2 separate regions of the Pan troglodytes genome follow, and region 2 is linked to region 1. A link is a contact called in public Hi-C data. All regions are on one chromosome and are shown on one strand. The core of a region is the stretch at or near the end of the contact, and the rest is flanking DNA. Distances in the headings are between cores, read along the strand shown. Region 1 has its middle 330 kb from the start of NRG1. Region 2 holds the start of NRG1 (neuregulin 1).

Region 1 (3,125 bases), core at 214-2,713:
AGGTTTTGCATTTCAGTGGAAGAAAAAAGACTTCGTGGTTGATGTCATTTCCAATGCTCCCGTGGGTCACAGGCTCCCAAGGCAAGACTCAATTTTAAATGCTGCTCTTTAAGGTTGGAAAAATCCCTATTGTTTTATGTTGCTTTAGGAATGCATAGTACCTTACACTGTTATGACATTTCGAGTTTTAAAATATAACACTTGTTTCATCTTTATCATGACTCAGAAATTCTAGAGTTTGTTTCTCACTGCCATCTGGGAGTTTAACACAGTGCCTGGCACATTGAAAATCTTTAATATATATGAATAAATGGATTAATTCCCATTGTATAGATAAGGCTTTGTTAAGTTTAGAATATTGCAGAAGATCAGGCAGATAGCAAATGTCCATGTCAGAATGAAAATCCACACCTTCTGACCCCTATGCAGTGTTCTTTCCATTCAGCTGCATCATCCTGTCTTTCAGTAAAATTAGTTCAAATGCTCATCTTTGAGTGATCCTTTGTCTAGAGAGAGCAATGACAGACTTCTGGATTATTTGCACCATCACTGGTTTAATTACACAGTTCTTGTGGACTTTGATTACTTTCCTGTAATACACAGTTCGTTTAGAGAAAGCATGACCTAAGCCTAATGCAGACAGGATTATAGCATCTGTAATTTGAAAGGGGAAGCTGGGTTTAAATATCCTCCCACTGGAAGATCACTTGATTCTCAGATAGTTCTAAGTAAAGAAGGATTAATTTAGAAAAGAAGAAGGAGCTCTTCAGACAGGTAGTCAGTGAGACTCCTAGGCATTCAGTCTAAGAGGATGCAATCTCACAGGTGCTGGATCCTTGTGAAGGGTGGAGCTGTACTGCAAAACACTCCTGTTACTACAAGAGTACAGGATCATCCTGCGATCGACCAAACCCCACCTGAGCTTGCCTCATTCAGCCGCTTGGTTGTTATTAAGTTACTGCAATACTGAGGTGACCTCAGACACAGTAAACAAGATCCTGGAAATCGCTTCCACAGACTCTTCCTCCTTCAGTTCTCATTTTCATTGTAATTTTCGCTCATCTTCTTACGTTGACTCAAAGAATTCTGAATCTTAATTTTAACTATCTCATTTTGCAGTCACAGGGTGAGTTGTGGAGGGCAGAGCTTACATGAACGGAAGGACCTACTGTCAGTTATAAACAAAGCTGGGCAGAGATTCCTGTTCCTCTCCTTCCAGGCCACAGTGAGCTCTTCCAAAATCAGCTACATATCACCTCTCTCTCTATTCTGCTTATTTTCTCTTCTCCCTCTTTGTGCATCTTGTCCTCTTACTCATAGTCAGCTGCTGCTTATTTTTCCTGCTGCTTTTATTGGTTTATAACCCATAATTTTCTGCTACGGGCCTCCCTTCCCTTCTCTAACTTCATTAAGCTCTTTTTTCCTCTCAAGGCTTCCTTGGGGCCCACAGCATCTACAAAGTGCAGTCACTAGAGGGCATCATGTTCACGTACAGTTGACAAGGACAAGGACAGACTAGCTAGAGCACTGCTGAGGAGGTGCAAAAATACACAACAGTGTATCAGATGTGTGTATCAGTATTTACAAAATCACATTCATTTTTATTGGCCTCTTTAACCCGATCAAAATCTGGAGAGAGAGGTCAAGTATTACTGTCTCTATTTTCAACCAAAGAAGGAAACCAAGGTTCAGAGGGGTTAAATGACTCACCCAAGGTCATAGAAACAGCAATTATATCCTCCCATTGAATAGCATCACCTAAAAAAACTAATATAAAACCAAAAAAATGCAGGTTTCTATTTTTGCAAGATTTAAACCTAATTATGGCAAAGTATTACATCTTTGCAATGCAATGAAATAGAACTCTAAAGTTATTTTATACCAATAAAATACAAAGTAGCAGCTGCACAGTAATTTCCAGTTAGAGAAGTTGTTTATCGTTTTAAAAGAATGGATTTAAACATTTTATAAATGCTCTTTATTTATATCTTGTCTAGTAATTGGAAATTTGATTACTTTTTTTCTAAAATTGTCAGGTGTTTTCTAGTTATTCTTGTTTTTTCTTTGCTATTTATTTTTGGTAAATCAACTACATGCTATTTTGTTGTATTTTTTCCTGTCTATCTGATAATTGAGATAAAGAAAAACAGAACAATATAGTTGCACTACAAAACATCTGATCTTTGAGAGAATGCCATTGTCTCTCTTTGATTGATTGAATACCTTGAATGCAGGCTGTTCTCGGATTGGCAACATTGCTTATTTGCTTAGTGCTGTCACTGGCAAAATGGAAATAGAATCTACTTAAAACAGGCAAGACTGTGAAGCTGTGTTTTGGCTGGTCACTTTCTCCAGCCATTTTGATCAGTATATTTCCTCATTTTTGATAGGGCAGATCCCTTCAAGTGGTGGCACCTTATACCTGGTGATGGCAGATAGAAATCCTGTTTCCAGGGAACTAGAAGCTCTGAGAGCCACATGTGATGGTTGCAGTGACAGTGGGGGAAAAATTAAGGAAATCAAGGTTCCGTAGCTAATGGTGCAATTAAAGGTTTGAAAAGATAAAAAGCTGTGGGCTGACTGAATGTCTTTGAAGAAGATAGACTTGCCCTGGGTGTAACTGGGGGAGATGGCAGAGAAAACAGGATTTATAGTGGGTCAAGATTTCTTTATGTTTCTTTCTTTCTTTCTTTCTGTTTCTAGGGGTTAACAGTTTCAAAGATTAATTTTATAAATTATATCATGCATATAGTGAATATATTAACAGTTACACAGAACTTTAGAAATTCCAATTGTTTACAATAACTCTTCCTGGTGTCATTCATAAGAGGCAGAGAAGGAAGGAGTTAAAAAGCAAGAGATTAAGTGAAAAACAAAAAGAAAAAAACAAGGTAGTGAGAGCCCACTCATTTTTATCTTTATTTTTATCTCTTTTTTAGTCTACTTTTACTTAGAATTAGCACTTTACAATAATATGAAATGAAATAGTATCAACCTTTGTTTCTAGAAAAATCTTATTGGAGACCCTTGTGTATATATGCTACTGAAAACATGTATACATTTACACATATCTTCCTGTCTGTGGCCTGGAAAAAGTGTGTGTGCATGTGTGTGTGTGTGCATGT
Region 2 (3,208 bases), core at 2-2,501, 330 kb before region 1:
TAACCATATTTATCACAGAGGTCTTGAAAAATAGAACTGTTAAGCCAAAAGTTTGTAGAACTTGTTTGGGGCAGAGCTGATTCCTGGCACTGGACTAGATTTCATCTGCTTCGCTGACCTTTAGGAATCCCTGCCGCTGCTCTTGAGTCTCCGTAGCACAGGACTGAATCAAGATGAACCGGCGCGCACTCTACATCGCTTGCCCTGTGCCCCAAAACGCCGAAGCTAACTTCCCACGCGGCTTCTTGCTCGACCACCCACTTCTGCGCTGCCAGGCACACCGAGGGGACCGGCTCTCCCTCCAGGCGGCCCGTTCCAGCGTTTCCCGCTAGAGGGCACACGGCCCCCGTGCAAAGCGCTTATGGCGCGGGGCACGCGCGCACGCAGCCTCGACTCCTATACCCCAGGTCCCACTCCCGGGCTGGGCTCAGCCGCTAAGGCGCTGGGGAGGGGCCGTGCCAGGGAGCGAAGCGCTCCCGGGACTCTGGGAGGGTGCGGCCGGGACTGCTGTCCCTTGCCCTGAGCTCTGGGCGTAGGCGCCCGGTAGGACTCGGCGCCCAGGTGAGCGGCGGCCCCCAGGAGGGGAAGCACCGCGCGACTCCACGGGTGCTCAGAGCGCAGGGCGAAGAGGATGGGCGAGGGAGAGGGGGAGGGAGAGGCCACGGCATCCGAGGAGGAGGAGGAGTAGGAGGAGCAGGAGGAGGATCGTGGGGCCCGGGCCGCGCTGCGCACCCACCTGGGCTCTGGCTGCCCGCCGCGGACTCCGGCTTCTTGCCGGAGCCTCGCTCCTTCTTCTTGCCCTTCCCTTTGCCTCTGCCTTCTTTGCGCTCGGACATCTCGCCGGAGACGGAGCGCTTTACGCGGACGGCTCTCGGCGCAGGCGAGTTTGGTCCAAGGGCTCGATCGGGTTTGGGAAAAGTTTGTCCCTCGAGGGGGAGAGCGAGCGGCCGCGCTGAGGCGCTCGCGCTGCGCGGGGGCGTCTCCCGTTGCCTGCAGGGAGCGCGGCGCGGACGCGGCGGGCGGTCCGGCCACCTGGAACGGGCGCTCGCCCTGGCTCTCGGGGCTGCTCCTGTCGCCCCGGGAAGTCGTCGATGGGTCCTGCCGCTGGCGGCGCGCGTCCTGGCCTCTGCCCGGCGCCCTCGCAACCCGATCGGGGAGAGATTATCACCGTCCTGCTCACGCTCCCATCGTCCGGCAGCCGCCGCCGCTCAGCTCCTGGCCTCCGCGCGAGCCCGGAGTTCCAACAAGTTTCGGGGAACTCCTCGCCGGCTCTTTTTCAATTGCCCCGCAGCCACCCACCTCCCGCCCGCAGGTTGGAGGCAGGCGCCTCCTTCGCACCCTCCCCTGGCCTCGCCCCCTCCCTCTTCCCCACCACACCCCCACCCCGAGGCGCGGACACGCCACCGGGAGGAGCCTGGGCTCGGCGCTCCCGGGCGCAGCCCCTTTTCCTCCCGCGCTGGCCGGGCGGGGGGTGGCGGCGCGGCTGCCGGGAACCCCCGACAGGGGTCGCTGGACGCTGCGCGGAGACCGAGGCCAGCGCCCCGGAGACCCGGGAACCCAGGCGGAGACCCGAGGCTCTCGCTGCCCGCTCCCCTCCGCAGCCAGGCAGCGCCTGGGAGGGCTGCTCCGTCCCCTTCCACGCGGAGAAGCACGGCGCAGAGAAAAGTTTGCGACTCCCACACCTGTGCCCCAAGCAGAGGCTCCGTGGTCAGGAACCCTGGGAGGAGTGCGGGGGGAACGTTGGTGGCTTTCCCAGAAGAGTTCGGGGTTCATTCCTTAACTCACTTAAGTACAAAAGCCCTGTCGCACGCAGGCGAAAATAAACTCTAGGTGGAAGGGAGTTTAAGAAAAGGCTTCCTTCCAGGTGCACAGGAAGGGCTAAGCGAACCTTAAAGATGCTAGGTTGCGCTCTCCTGCTGGGTCTGCGCCGTGTGCGTGTGTGTGTGTGTGTGTGTGTGTGTTTAGTAAGTGCCTGTTAGAAATCTTCAGCTTTTCCTTAAAAAATAACCTGGCCTCTTCTAAGGGGGTGCCCTTAAACTACGTCTCTTACTACAACTTAATTTTCAGAGGAACTGATAAAAAACATAGTTCGGAGCACGACTCAGAATAATTAAAATTACTGCAGCCGCTGAAAGTCACTCAGTTCTGCCGAGTGGAAAAGCAGGCAGGGAGGGGTAGAATAAAGACACAGAACTGGAGATCCTTAATTCGTGAATGTGGGGTTTCTCAGATTCAAACTTTACTCAGAACTGCGCGTGAAACCTACTCCTTCCCTTGTCCTCCCTCTGGTGGAGAATTCTAAAGAGCAAGGAAATAAGGCATTGACCCCTCCCCTGCAAAGGACAAAAGTTAAAGACCAGGGTAACGGGCACCACGGAAGGATCCAGAATTGTCCACATGTAGAGAAAACATTCTCAGAGTTATACCACAGCTGTGGCTAACTTACACTCTTAATTTACAGTGAAATACTCTTGTGTTGTGGTCGGGAAGTGGTGAGTTGGAACAATCCATATTCAAAATCTATTGCTTCACTTTAAAAGTGACTTGCTCTTGGTTTTCCATTTTCTGGGGTCAATGCTAACTGAACCATTACCTACACACGACCTTCTCACGGTATTTTCTGATGGCCGCAATTTAAATAAAAGTGCAGTCTGGAGTGTCTCCTTGATATGTAGATGGGAAGGGAGGGAGGGAAATATGTTCACTTTAAAACTGTCCTAAAATCACACTAATTTTATTCTAGTTTAATTTGCACTGTCATAAGAACGAAACTCTGTTGAATGGGTTTAACTGTGAAAAGATATCCTAGCAGTCTTGCCATCATTATTTATAGTTTAAAAGTTTGATGTCCAAGTAGCTTCTGATAGCCTTCCTACAAACACCAAATATAAATTTCACTGGGCTATAAAGACAGCAAAAGCAGAGAAAAGATGATGAATATATCTCAGTAGCACTATTAATATTCCACAGAGACGTATGCAAGATGGAGTCTGAACACTGGCTGAAATAACTCTGTTTTCCCAGGAGGGGGCCACTGCTCAGTAAGCAAGAAATAGCAAAATTCAGAGAAGTCCTTTCGAAACAGATATTTTGTCCCAAGGATGTGAGACAGCATAAGGGCTTAGTATACACTACCACATATTCTCTAACATGGCATTATGTTAGAATTGAAGGACTGAAAGCAAAGATGTATTCTGGGATCTTTTTT

What was found. Hi-C and Micro-C count contacts between places; a contact is called where the count stands out from the background.
Region 2: a contact with region 1 is called in a Hi-C map of stem cell-derived neural progenitor cells, with 14 times the contacts expected there. The contact joins the promoter of NRG1 here to the enhancer-like site in region 1. A contact is called at or near these places in 4 of 7 Hi-C or Micro-C datasets (blood, induced pluripotent stem cells and stem cell-derived neural progenitor cells), 1 of 1 datasets of contacts at active chromatin or transcription factors (stem cell-derived excitatory neurons) and 1 of 1 other capture datasets (stem cell-derived neural stem cells).

Annotation. Positions count from the first base shown.
Region 1 is chr7:40,608,384-40,611,508 of NHGRI_mPanTro3-v2.0_pri, reverse strand. No RefSeq gene overlaps it. Among named protein-coding and RNA genes, the nearest start is that of NRG1, 330 kb to the left of the region's middle. Within about 2 kb of position 1,463, at least 3 of the 24 cell types and tissues checked have an H3K27ac peak or open chromatin away from gene starts, as enhancers often do. A contact at or near this core is called in stem cell-derived neural progenitor cells, where this site is marked.
Region 2 is chr7:40,933,213-40,936,420 of NHGRI_mPanTro3-v2.0_pri, reverse strand. NRG1 (neuregulin 1) reads right to left here and starts at 1,251. Exons shown (of 12, transcript XM_519699.8): 1 at 737-1,251. The coding sequence starts at 836.